4 separate regions of the Mus musculus genome follow, and all the other regions are linked to region 3. The links are chromatin contacts, called in public ChIA-PET and Hi-C maps. All regions are on one chromosome and are shown on one strand. Each heading gives the region's core, a stretch centred on a gene start, on an enhancer-like site or on the middle of the called end of the contact. The rest is flanking DNA. Distances are from core to core; before and after follow the strand shown.

Evidence for each region. Hi-C and Micro-C count contacts between places; a contact is called where the count stands out from the background. ChIA-PET counts read pairs in DNA pulled down with a chosen protein or histone mark.
Region 1: an RNA polymerase II ChIA-PET map of effector CD8 T cells shows a contact between it and region 3, with 6 read pairs. The contact joins two enhancer-like sites. A contact is called at or near these places in 3 of 115 datasets of contacts at active chromatin or transcription factors (effector CD8 T cells, memory CD8 T cells and microglia).
Region 2: a contact with region 3 is called in a Hi-C map of bone marrow-derived macrophages, with 18 read pairs. The contact joins two enhancer-like sites. A contact is called at or near these places in 1 of 39 promoter capture datasets (liver), 1 of 484 Hi-C or Micro-C datasets (bone marrow-derived macrophages), 8 of 115 datasets of contacts at active chromatin or transcription factors (the SCID.adh cell line, SST interneurons, T-cell acute lymphoblastic leukemia and 5 more) and 1 of 9 other capture datasets (liver).
Region 4: a Hi-C map of bone marrow-derived macrophages shows a contact between it and region 3, with 27 read pairs. The contact joins two enhancer-like sites. A contact is called at or near these places in 20 of 484 Hi-C or Micro-C datasets (B cells, CD8 T cells, CD8 central memory T cells and 14 more), 7 of 115 datasets of contacts at active chromatin or transcription factors (bone marrow-derived dendritic cells, cardiomyocytes, craniofacial prominence and 4 more) and 3 of 9 other capture datasets (adipose tissue, liver and pancreatic islet).

Annotation. Positions count from the first base shown.
Region 1 is chr10:118,475,762-118,478,846 of GRCm38.p6, reverse strand. No RefSeq gene overlaps it. Among named protein-coding and RNA genes, the nearest start is that of Ifng, 36 kb to the right of the region's middle. Within about 2 kb of position 1,351, at least 21 of the 459 cell types and tissues checked have an H3K27ac peak or open chromatin away from gene starts, as enhancers often do. A contact at or near this core is called in effector CD8 T cells and memory CD8 T cells, where this site is marked.
Region 2 is chr10:117,763,200-117,766,267 of GRCm38.p6, reverse strand. It overlaps Nup107 (nucleoporin 107), which reads left to right. Exons shown (of 28, transcript NM_134010.2): 19 at 239-357; 20 at 1,913-1,951; 21 at 2,387-2,537. Among named protein-coding and RNA genes, the nearest start is that of Slc35e3, 18 kb to the right of the region's middle. Within about 2 kb of position 1,542, at least 12 of the 459 cell types and tissues checked have an H3K27ac peak or open chromatin away from gene starts, as enhancers often do. A contact at or near this core is called in bone marrow-derived macrophages, where this site is marked.
Region 3 is chr10:118,101,560-118,104,953 of GRCm38.p6, reverse strand. No RefSeq gene overlaps it. Among named protein-coding and RNA genes, the nearest start is that of Mdm1, 39 kb to the left of the region's middle. Within about 2 kb of position 1,708, at least 340 of the 459 cell types and tissues checked have an H3K27ac peak or open chromatin away from gene starts, as enhancers often do. A contact at or near this core is called in bone marrow-derived macrophages, effector CD8 T cells and memory CD8 T cells, where this site is marked.
Region 4 is chr10:117,816,828-117,819,925 of GRCm38.p6, reverse strand. Rap1b (RAS related protein 1b) reads left to right here. Exons shown (of 8, transcript NM_024457.2): 6 at 1,317-1,460; 7 at 2,466-2,582. The coding sequence ends at 2,552. Among named protein-coding and RNA genes, the nearest start is that of Nup107, 26 kb to the right of the region's middle. Within about 2 kb of position 1,330, at least 28 of the 459 cell types and tissues checked have an H3K27ac peak or open chromatin away from gene starts, as enhancers often do. A contact at or near this core is called in bone marrow-derived macrophages, where this site is marked.

The sequences.
Region 1 (3,085 bases), core at 102-2,601, 370 kb before region 3:
TTCCAAAGTGACACTACTCCAGGACTGATGGTCACGAGGGTTGGGGTGTGTTGGGGGAGTTCTGTTAGGACTGACAGAGGGAGCAAGTTCTGAATTCGTTCTTTCCCTGTTGCTGACTACTGTATGAATATGGTGCAGTACGGTGTTCAACTGTATGGAGAAAAAATAGTTATGACAGCAAAATTACCAGCCCACGTTATCTCATCCAGGCTGGCTTCTGCCATCGATCCTTGAACTTAGCCATCAAGCTTCTTCTACATCTGAAAACTAACTCAATGGAGTTAAGGTCCCTAATCATGAGGGTATGAAATAATAAAATGGGGAAAGCCCCCTTTTGCTAACTGTGGATTTACAAATTAAGGCTTAGAAAAGAAAAGAAGCACATATAAAGCAAACCTCAAACATTAAACTCTGTACTACAGAGAGTAGGAGAGAGCCCACTACACACAGATGACACCTGTATAGAGAGCCCACTACACACAGATGGCACCTATAAACTTATCTATAAGCTATAAATAAGTCTATTCAGTTTTTTCTCTGAATACACAGATCATCCCTGAGTTAAAAAAAATCCATCATTTCAACTACTGTTCCCCTAAAAAGTCAACATAAAAAATTAAACCATTATATACAATCACAAATTAAAGTACTTCATGTTACACGTGTCTGATTTAACCTCCACCTTGAGACACTCATGCAGTGACATGAGGAGGCTTCCCCCACTGTTAAGCTCTATGGAGCTCAGGGCATTTTATCAATCTGTCAGCATCTCCTCCTTTTCTTCCTTCAACTCAGTGAAAGTCACTAAGTGAGATGAAGAGACAAGAATGTACGAGATCAAATGGTACATCTTTCCCCCTTCGCTGACAATTTTAAATGAGCTCAGAAATTGTACTTACAAATGAGCTTCATAAATCCCACCGGGACTCACAAAAGTATAAAGCAGAATCATTTCTTAAGTCATGTTGAAGCTTAAAATAATTTGGTAGTTATGCTTTTGTTTTATTGGTTATCAGCAGAGCTGAGCATTTCGGCTTGGTAGGTTACATCACCACAAACTCCTAACATAGAAAGCAGATTAGAAATCTTGAAAGACAATTATGACTCTCCATCTTGAGACATCTAAGTTTAGGTGAGATTAATATCAAATCTCTCCTTGCTTGCTTATTCAGTATTTAATGGTTGCAACAGTTTATCTATAGTGTCTTTGCACAAGCTGCCGTAACAAAATACCACAGAATTGAAAGACAGAACTAACAAGAAGTTTGAGAAGTTTGAGTGCAAGGTTCCAGCACGGTACTCTAGCAGAGGAACAAGGGCCTCAACTCTTTGCTTGCAGACAGCTGTCACATCTTCATGTACCCACATGACCTCTTCCTGTATTGCAGTGGGCACTCTAGTCTTTCCTGTCTTGTCTGTTTTGGTTTGGTTTGGTTCTTTATTAAAAGTTGAAGTAGCTCCATGTTGTTCAAGCTCTCCCCAAATTCTTGAATCAAGTGATTCTCATGCTTCCAGGTTCCCATACAACTAGGATTAGAGGTCCAGGTCACTGTGTCCAGAAGTTTCTCCCTCTTATGAAGACACTAAGACCAACACCAGGATTCTACCCATATGACCTCATCTAATCTGAACAACTTCCTAGCTTTAAATATTACCATGTTGTACATTATGGTTTTTTAATCCATGAACATTCAGTCATAATGTGTGTACGGTAAAACAATATGATGCACTAAGGGAAGAGGAAACATTCCATCCTGCAGGGAAACCCATTGAGACCGGAAGTAAACAACTCAGAATAACTTCAGAAAGTCCCTGAAACCAACCAAGTTCATTGGGGATATAAGTGGTAAAGTAGAACCTGCTGACAGCATTCTCAGACAAGCCCAGAGGCCTGGAAGAAGCAGAGACTAGCCAAGCTGCCTAAAAGACAATTGCACAAGCTGGCTTGCCTGGAAGAAGATCAGACCATCTGCACTGCCTGGAGAGGATACTCTCCTGCCTGTTGAGCTGCGGGCAAGCTGTTCAGTGTGCTCTATGTCCCCAGTTTTTATGAGCTGTCATCTGAATGAAAAAATTAAAACCAAAAGATATGACTGCTCCTGGGTATGGTAGAAGAGAAAGTTTATTGTAGATAAAAGGAGGAGCATAGACAGAGGCAGGGAGGGTCTAGAGTAGGTATGACCTTGAGCTGTGTCATGTGAGGAAAAGGGAAAGGGGGAGCGAAGAGCCAGATCAAGATGTCAGGATGGTAAAGGGTAGACCAAAGAAGGAAGAGGGCTGAGTAACCAAAATGGCTAAACTTTATAAGAAGGAGCAGCCCAGACCCTGGGCTGGAGAAGTTTAGGGTAGGAAGTGAGGTATGGCAACCATACCCTTTAATAGGTAGTGACTGGGGGTTCCTGGGAAAACCTGGTGGTCAGGTGTCAAATAGGCACCTCAGTTAACTATGTGTCCCAGAACAAACACCACCACCCATACTGGCTCAAATATCACCAGTGCTGGGTCTTTGGTGTCATTTCTGCTCCTGTAAATAACCCAGATTTCTATAAATGACACAAATAAAATGTGCTGGCTCACCAAGTCAGACTCTGGTACTATTTGTACTATGCTTTGTCATGCGTTCCTTTTTTAAGATGAGTAGCCAGGTATTCACAACTTCCCAGGAATAGGATCACACAACAGCAACTTACTTAAGGAGACACAGAAGTTCGAAGTTAGAATGTGAGCAGATCTCCCATGCTCATGGATTGGCAGGATCAACATTGTAAAAATGGCTATCTTGCCAAAAGCAATCTACAGATTCAATGCAATCCCCATCAAAATTCCAACTCAATTCTTCAACGAATTAGAAAGAGCAATCTGCAAATTCATCTGGAATAACAAAAAACCTAGGATAGCAAAAGCTCTTCTCAAGGATAAAAGTACCTCTGGTGGAATCACCATGCCTGACCTAAAGCTTTACTACAGAACAATTGTGATAAAAACTGCATGGTACTGGTATAGTGACAGACAAGTAGACCAATGGAATAGAATTGAAGACCCAGAAATGAACCCACACACCTATGGTCACTTGATCTTCGACAAG
Region 2 (3,068 bases), core at 293-2,792, 340 kb after region 3:
AAGTGGTACACAAGACTCTCTAGTCCCACGCTGACATCCACCCCTCACGTGTAACCACGTTTACTTGTTACTGTGAGGCCAAATCTGAGTTGAACCCTTTTTCGTGTTGGCGCACGTCCTGTGGTGGGAGTTGGCAGTGAGCCTGTCAGATACCATAGGCGATCTGGGATGCCCTTGGTGACACTTTTCTCCCCTGATTGTTTCTCACTGCCAAACCTTTGCTCTGATGGCTTTGTAGGTTTGATGGATGAATTTAGCAAATGGCTGTCCAAGAGCGGAAGCAGTCTGCCCGGACACCTGCTCCGCTTCATGACACACCTCATTCTGTTTCTCCGCACCCTAGGCCTCCAGACCAAGGTGGGTACAGTAAGTAAAGGTGGGCAGCTGAGCTTTGCCTGCCTCCCTCCCCCTTGCAGTCCAGCACCTGCCACCAGCTGCCGGGACCCGACCTGGCCTGCAGCGGCACTGCCGAGGCACCACAGCATTGGACAAAGTGCAAAGCCTGCGGATCTCTGGTCTTATAGCGCTCTCTTCCTGTTGGGGCAGGAGGCGGGAGGAGACTGAAGGCTTCTGGGAACTCTCTCATTATTCTGTGGCCAAAAGCCAGGGTCTGTAATAGTGCAGGAAAAGGCATATTAGTAGGGCTGGAGAGATGGCTCAGTGGGTAAGAACACTGGGTGCTCTTCCAGGGGTCCTGAGTTCAATTCCCAGCAACCACATGGTGGCTCACAACCATCTGTAATGGGATCCAATGCCGCCTTCTGTTGTGTCTGAAGAGAGCAACAATGTACTCACATATATAAAATAAATAAATCTTTAAAAAAGAAGAAAGAGAAGAAAAGGCATATTAGCCACAAGAAGCAATCCTGGGAGGAAGTCTCTCGGGCCCTGGCCTCTCAGAGCTCACCCATAGAATCCATGCAGAATAGTGGGCCATCTCCAGAAAACTCCCTTGTGTGCCTCAGCCTTTTCTAGATGGCGTCTGACGTCAGCATCATCTCATTTGTTCACCTATTTTGGTAACTCACTGGGAGTGATTTGTAGATTCTAGTCTATGGCCAGAGAATGCTGCTGCTTGCCCAAATTTAAAGAAATTAGTCCTCCTTGGTATCCAGCTAAGCTAATGGAACCAAAATAAATCCTGTGTGAGAATTAAATAGTTTCTCTTTCCTTTCTGTGTTTCTTGTTTGTTTGTTTGTTTTGTTTTGTTTTGTTTTGTCGAGACAGGGTTTCTCTGTGTAGCCCTGGCTGTCCTGGAACTCACTCTGTAGACCAGGCTGGCCTCGAACTCAGAAATCCGCCTTGTGTTTCTTTTTTCTAAATGTTTGATAACATTGTAGCAGAGGTGCACGTGAGAGCTAGCACAGTGACAGTGAAAAGCTACAGCCTTAGACTTGAGGACCTTGACCTTAGATCCTTGCTCTGTAACTGCTAGCTGTGTAATCCTGGGCATATAAGAACTTCCTCCTCCATAAAACCCACAAGGAGACATGCTGAGAGACTGACCTCTTAGCGGGTAAAGAATGTTTGCCACCAAGCCTCGTGACTTGTTCAGTCGCTGGAACTTGCATAATGGACTGAGAGAGCTTGACCCCCTAGGTTGCATACACAGTACTTAGATGTTTAAAGAGCCACTGGTTGGTTGGCTGGCTGGCTGGTTGGTTGGTTGGTTGGTTGGTTGGTTGGCTGGTTGGTTGGTTGGCTGGCTGGCTGATTGGTTGGTTGGTTGGTTGGTGGTGTGAACTGAAGCAGTGCACATGCTTCATAAGCAGTTAGCCTGGGTGGTTACCACTCAGTGTAAGTAGTACATTTCTTCATGCGTTTACAAGTAAAACTCGTATTAGAAATTGTATTATTATTGTACCTGTAAGTGGTGATGTTAGTAACTGGATTGTGTATTTTTTCTATGAAGGAAGAAGTTTCCATTGAAGTTCTAAAAACATATATACAGGTAAGCTTTTAGAATCTACAACTTGTTTTTTTTTTAATGAAAAATCAAAATGTACTGTTTTTTAACATGTATTTTTATTTTATAAGTATTATGCCTGCATGTTTGTATGCGCAATGTGTCTTTGTATGCTCACAAGAGAACACTGAAGTAATGACCGATTGTGGACCATCATGTGGGTACTGGGGGCGAGGCCTGGGTCCTTTCAAAGGGCAACACGTGCTCTCAACCTCAGTCTCTCTCCAGCCCCCAGTGACGCTGTTTTAATACTGTGGACACCATAGAGATCTGTGAACCTTTCTGAGTGCATTTCTAGAAAAGCATTATGGTCTGAAGCACATATCTGAGGCTTTCCTAACTATATTTGCAGTTCGGAAGCACAGGTTTCTCAAAACACCGCTAGCTTACTTGGTGTCCTGTGATTTTTGTGTTCCGTAGCTGTTAATAAGCGAGAAGCACACAAGCCTCATAGCGTTCTATACCTGTCATCTGCCTCAAGACCTCGCCGTGGCCCAGTATGCCTTATTTTTGGAAGGTGTTACGGAATTTGAGCAGCGGCACCAGTGCCTAGAGCTGGCTAAGGAAGCAGGTAAGTAGTTAAGAATTTTAGATATAGGGCTGGTGAGATGGCTCAGTGAGTAAGAGCACCTGACTGCTCTTCCAAAGGTCCGAAGTTCAAATCCCAGCAACCACATGGTGGTTCACAACCACCCGTAATGAGATCTGACGCCTTCTTCTGGTGTGTCTGAAGACAGCTACAGTGTACTTACATATAATAAATAAATTTTTAAAAAAATCTTTAAAAAAAATAGAATTTTAGCTATTATTTCTTTTTAGGTGTATATTACATAAAATAATGAGTTTTGCTATATTGTTTTTCAAATGAATACTTATAGGTACTTTTATCATATTTATCCCCTATATCTACTCACATGAAAAAGTTATGTTTGTGCGTTAGAGAAAGGGAAGGAGAATCTGCTCAGGCATAGGTGCGCACGCCACAGCGTGGTGTGAAGGTCAGGGTGGCCTCTGACGTTGGTCCCATCTTCCACTGAGCTTTGAAGTGGGGTCTCTGTTGTTTCCCGTGCCTGGGACAGGCTGGCTGGCCCGGGGGCTTCTG
Region 3 (3,394 bases), core at 459-2,958:
CCCCGGGGGAAAGGGGGAACACAGAAGAAGGAGGAAAAGGGATGAGTAAATCTATCTGGTATCTGTGGCTCAAAGCAATTTCTTTCATTTCTTTCTTTCTTTCTTTCTTTCTTTCTTTCTTTCTTTCTTTCTTTCTTTCTTTCTTTCTTTCTTTCTTTTTTCTTGTTAGTTTGTTGGGGTTTTTGCTGCTGTTGTTGGTTTTTTGGTTTGCTTTGGTTTTGATCTTTATTTCAGACAGATGAAGCAAAGCTACCTGCTAAGAGAAAAACATTAAAATAAGCTGCAGAATTTCAATATTATTAACTCATTTTCTTAAAATATGTTGGGGCAGGGAGATGGCTTGGCAGGTATTGCCACCAAACCTGGTGACCGGAGTTAGATAGCTGGAGCACCGTGTATGGTAGGAGAGAAGTGACTCCTACAAGTTGTCTTCTGATCACCACACAGGGTCTGTGACACCCACTCTCTTTCTCACAAACACAATAATTAATGGAAAAAATAATCAAAGCAAAAGTATACTTTGATTAATGAATACCATCTATGCTCTAACATCGTAAATGCTATAATTACCTACATCACACATATAATAACTTATAATGTACATACATTATAATTATAAATATTTTAAGTTGCATTATAAAGTCTCTAGAAAATAGACACCAAGTTATTGGAGGGTGGTAGTGACCTGACAGGACGGGAGGAAGCTAACTTTTACTTCCCGTGACTCAGCGTTTTCAGTCCGCTAAATGGGACACATTTATAACAACAGTACATTGCTTTATGATTTAAAAAGCACCAGGCCTGGTGGTGTTATGCCTTTAATCCCAGCAGAGCAGGAAGAGGCAGAATTCAAGGCCAGCCTCATCTGCGTAGTGAGTTCCAGGACAGTCAGTGCTAGGGCACAAGACCTTATCAGAAAAACAAAATGAACGAACAAACGAAAAACTGGACAACAGCGTGTTCTCTACTGAACTTTTTCCATTTTCGTTTCACTCCTCACAGAATGCTTTCCTTTGGATTTGGAACCTGGGTCGTCTGAGGGTCTTTTCTTCTCGAGAATCATTCTTGGTTCTCACAGAACCCGTCTCAGACGTGTGTGCTGTTTAGACAACTCTTGAATTGCATTTTTAAGGTTTTTGTCGTTGTTGTTGTTGTTCCAACTGATGGTTATGAAATAAGTTGTGAAATAAGAAATAGCTCATAAAAGACGGTCACAGTCCCCATTTGGGGGGCATCTATCTGTATGTCCCACACATTCTTAAGATTCCTATCTCCTGGGCATCTGTGATTTCCACATCGCAGCCTAACAGCATGATGCAATTGTCCCTTGTCACCAACAGAGATGCTGTGTCCTCCCACAATTTCACAACAGTCTTTCCCCTTCTGCTGGGCTCACGCCCAGCAAGGCTGTATGAAGGAATCTCAGGAGCTGAAATGACTCCGCCCTGTGAGGAAAGGACGCAGGATGCAGGGCCTGCCGCCCCTGTGCCCTGGCCCGTGTTTGTTGTTCTATTGGGCAATGTGGACAGCGGTTCACAAGGCAACACAGCCTCCACCCCTAGCAAGTGAGCAGAGCGCCTGGCTGGCGGAGGAGAGATGCTCCGCTTCTCTGTGACCACGCCCTTTCTTAGGCTGGGCGGCGCAGGAAGCCGACCGAGAGGGAGGAAGCTTTGAGCTGTGGGAACCTCAGCGTGTGGGCTGACAAAGATCTGCTCCACCCCTCACCCTGGAGACTGGCTCAGACCATGCCTTTCTCCCTCCTCAGCAACCCCCCTGCTTACACAGACGACTGACATGGTTCCATAATGTAATCAAGTCATGCAAGTGGAAATAAAGTAGAAACGAGACGGCATATCCTCCCCCCAACCCCCGCACAATTTTGAATGGTGATAGTGACAACCAGATAAAACCAGATACATGGTTTCAACTGATTGCTGGCGGGGGGGGGGGGGGGGGGTGGTGCGGGGTGCGGGGGGGGGGGTACCATCCTGCCAGAAACTTCTCCTTCTGAGGCAATTTAAAAGCATGTATCAAAAGCCTTAAAGGTTGTCTTGTCTACACTTGGGGAATTTAGCCTGAAGAAACACCAGGTGTGTCTATAGAATGTTGTTCTCATGGTCATTTATAAAGATAGAATACTTGTGGTGGCACACGCCTTTAATACCAGCACTCGGGAGGTAGAGGCAGGTAGATTTCTGAGTTCAAGGCTAGCCTGGTCTACAAAGTGAGTTCCAGGACGGCCAGGGCTATACAGAGAAACCCTGTCTCGAAAACACTGAGAGAGAGAGAGAGAGAGAGAGAGAGAGAGAATGAATACTTGGTTGTCATTCAGAATAGTATCTCAGAAGGACATTTTTTTCAAAAGAGCCAGACTTGGGCTACTGCATGAGCCCAAGACTAGCTGAACAGCAGAGACACTGCCTCAGAATAAAAATTTAGGAGATAGCTCAATAATAGATCACTCGTCTACCATGTGCAAGGCTCTAGCTTTGATTCTCAGTACCCACCCCCAAAAACAGTATTCCTGGTAAGGCCCGTTGCATCATCTGTAATATTAATATATATATTTATGTGAGGATATATCTATATATCCTCACATAAAATATGTATGTGTGCATACATAAAATATACTATGTGTATATGTGTACAAAGATAGGGGGAAGCACTTCCTTTCTCATGGGAGGGGGACACTCTTCTCTTGTCTGCTACTTCGAGCACTGTCCTTGGGTCTCAGCCTGGCTCCTGGCTACTCTTGGTTCCCAGGCTGTAACTTCCTCTCCTCAAATAGTCTCTGTCCTTGAGGCATCTCCTCGTCCACCCTTAACTCACTACATTTACCTCATCTCCTGTGTGGCTTTACTGTGCTGATGGTCCTTTGATAAAATATCTGTCTCCATTCTCCTCCCCCAGGCCTTTAGTGTATATCCAAGTATCTCCTAGAAATGCTCACCCCGGTATGATACCTTTACTTAGCCTCTCATAACAGAATCTAACTTCCTCTACCTCCCCTGCCCCAACACGCACAAACACCACACCCCTGCTTCTTCCTCATCACACCCAACCTCAGTAAAGGGGCTACCATTTCACCAGGCAGAGGGCCAGAAGACAGGACAGCCATCTCTTCATGTCTTCCTTCCCTCATAGTTTACAGTCAGTCCATTAACAAGTCCTGTGGTCTCCACCTTCAAAATAGCCACAGAATTTGCCTTTAGGTCAGCCTCCCCTCACTTGACTTCTTCATGAGCTTCCAGAATGATCCCCCTGAATCCACAGTGTCTGTCCATAACCCATTCCACACAGCAGCTAGTAACCATTTTAAAATATAAGTAGATGAATAAATCAGATCAAAGGCTTGAAACCTCCAGCCACCATGTTAATTTATGTAGGCATTATG
Region 4 (3,098 bases), core at 81-2,580, 280 kb after region 3:
ATATATGCCTAAATATGTCTCTGTATTGGAAAGGAACATAATGGTAAAGACAAACAACCAATATGTTCAGTTCTAAAACATTAAATTTAGGTGTCCCTGCAGAGTGAAGTGTAATGGACTCTAAAATCTATAGATTTCACAACGGTGGCTTTAATTCCTCATTACCTGTGGCATAGGTTCTTAAGTTTGTGTGATCTTATATCAAAATTTCAGTAGGAATTGCTACAGAACCTTTGACTCACGAGGCTAGTGTAGGGCTTGAGAATTTGCCTTTTTGACAGGTTTGTTGGTGATGCTGCTGCGGATGTGAATGCCACACTTTAATGACCATTGTAGCGCTGGGCGGTTGGGTGTGCACTTATTCCTAGCAGGTTCCTGGACAGCCAGAGCTATAAGTGAGACTCTTAGCTCAAAACAAAACAAAATAAAAAACAAACAAACAAAAACAGAAAGAAAGAGACAGGCAGACAGACAGAAAAGAAAGAAAGAACGAACCAATCATAGAGTTAAGTGAACTAATATTGAAAGAGCTAAGTGCCTTTATGGTGGATGCTGTCATTTTCTGCACTTCTGTTTCTTTTAAAGATTTTTTTTTAATGTTTTTATGTGTCTGAGTGCTCTCTCTACATGTATACCTGCATTTCAGAAGAGGACATCAGATCCTATTATAGGGCGGTTGTGAGCTGCTATGTGGCTGCTGGGAATTGAACTCAGAAGCTCTGGAAGAGCAGTAACCAGTGCTCTTAACCACTGAGCCATTTCTCCAGCCCCTTTCTGCACTTCTGTAACTGAGAATCTGCAAGTTTTTGTTTTTCTGCAATTGCATTATTGTTTATTTAAAAAGTATCTTTTAAAATGTTAATGGCCACTAGTGGTTTGCATTACTTTCCCCGTACTACTCTTTTAAAATTACAAACATTAGATCTAGCCCAACTTGAGAGGCCATTAATAAGTATTTATTTGTACTAAGTTGATTTATTTTGTCATAGACTGTGAAATGAGAGGTTACACTTAGGACGTGAGAAGCTGAAATTTCTGCTTTAGGGACCTTCTTAATTTCCCCTTTTTGTATTGTGTAATTCAGTAACCGTGTGTCAGGAACCAAACAAACGTGAAGTTGGTTCACACCCTTAAACATTTTGAAGTGTTGAAATCTGCCAGCTTTTCATGGTAACACCCTTTGTACTTCCTATTAAAAAGGTTTTTTGATTACTGTGATTGGGTCCGCTGTGGTATGAATCTCCCCTCTGTTGTAAGCACCTTATAGCTTGGTCGTATTGTATAATTGTCTTTTTCCCTCATGACTGTCTTCGCAGGTTCCAATGATTCTGGTTGGCAATAAATGCGACTTGGAAGATGAAAGAGTTGTAGGAAAGGAACAAGGTCAGAACCTAGCAAGACAGTGGAACAACTGTGCATTCTTAGAATCCTCTGCAAAGTCCAAAATAAATGTTAATGAGGTATGTGCATGTGTACTTAGAATAGCTTCTTAGGCTCAGTGCAGCATCTTAAATTAATGGAGAGGCGGGGAGGTGGCTGAGCCCCGAGGCGCTTACTTACTCTTCTGAGAACCCGGGGTTAGTTCCCAGGACTGACATGGTGACTCATGACCATCTGGAACCCAAGCACCCTCTTCTGATGTCGCTGGGAGCCTGCATGCTCACTGTGCACATAAACTCATGCATGACCCAAACACACACATAAAAATAATAATTTTTTGCCAGATGGTAGTGGCACATGCCTTAAATACCAACATTCAGAAGGCTGAAGTGGGTGGATCTCTGAGTTGGAGGCCAGCCTGGCCTACCAAGCAAATTCCAAATAGCTGGGGCTATACTGAAAAACCTTGTCTCCAAAAATTAATTAATTAATTTTTAAAGAAAAGTATTACAAAGAACTCTAAGTTAATATATGCTCTTATAGGCCAAAAAAAAAAAAAAAACTTGTCTGGCATATGCATGCATATGAGTAACAATATGTTGGTTTAAGGGAAAGTTAGGCAGAAGGCCAGTTTTAAAAACCATTAATTTCATTGAGTATTTGAGAGTTTATATAAAGGCTAAAACTCAGAAAGATAGTGTGGTCCTTGAAGTAGGTGACGCCCCATAGATAGCAAGGCACAAAAGACGCGCAAAGCCAAGCCGTCTGAGACAGTAAAGGGCTTCTTTGTTGTAGGAGAGCTAACTGCATTAAGTAGAATTCTTCAACTCTTACTTTAATAGAAATGGTTTTAATTTTCTCAGAAAACAAAACAAAACCTGGTACTTATAAGAACACTGGCTTTACACTCCTTCTGCAAAAGAAAACGTGGAGATTCCTTTACAGCTGTGGAAATTGCCAGGAGTTTTTGTTTCTCTTTTTCATTTTTGGGTTTTTTGAGTTTGTTTTCCCTCTTTAAAAAAACAAGTGGTGGTGGTAATAATAATAATAGTAATTATAATAATAATAATAAAATATGTTTGCAGATCTTTTATGACCTAGTGCGGCAAATTAACAGAAAAACTCCAGTGCCTGGGAAGGCCCGCAAAAAGTCATCGTGTCAGCTGCTTTAATGTACTGAATGCATTGTAGCTCTGAGCCAGGTACGTTGCATTCACCTCACTAAATGATGTTTAATCCTTACAGATAGATATCAGGACTTGGTGTGGAAATCCTGGGGACTCAGATTACATGTTCATTTACATATTCATCAGAAGTGAGGGGCTTCGCAGGAGTGAACTTGGTTGTTCAGCACATACTTCTATCCTGGGGACCCTGAAAGCTTCTGATCAGAGCCAACCTTCTCTTCCCTCTTAGTTATATTTAGATAATTGAGACACAATAGAAGAGGGAGACAAGCTGTTGTAAGATGTGCATGGTGTGCCGACAAGGGCTTGTGATCTCTGCTCACTCAGGAGGACAAGCCTTCAAGGCAGGAACTCAGTATCCCTGCTTTACAGTTGCGACGGCCAGGCACAAACTAGGCTCTCTGCTTAACTCTAGGATCAGGATGATAAACAGTGCCAAGCCCTGCAGTTGGTGACCCAGGCAGAGCCAGGGTTTCAGCAGATTGCCCAGCTTCTGAGTCCATGCCCAGTGCTGTGCTGCAGTAGGTTCTG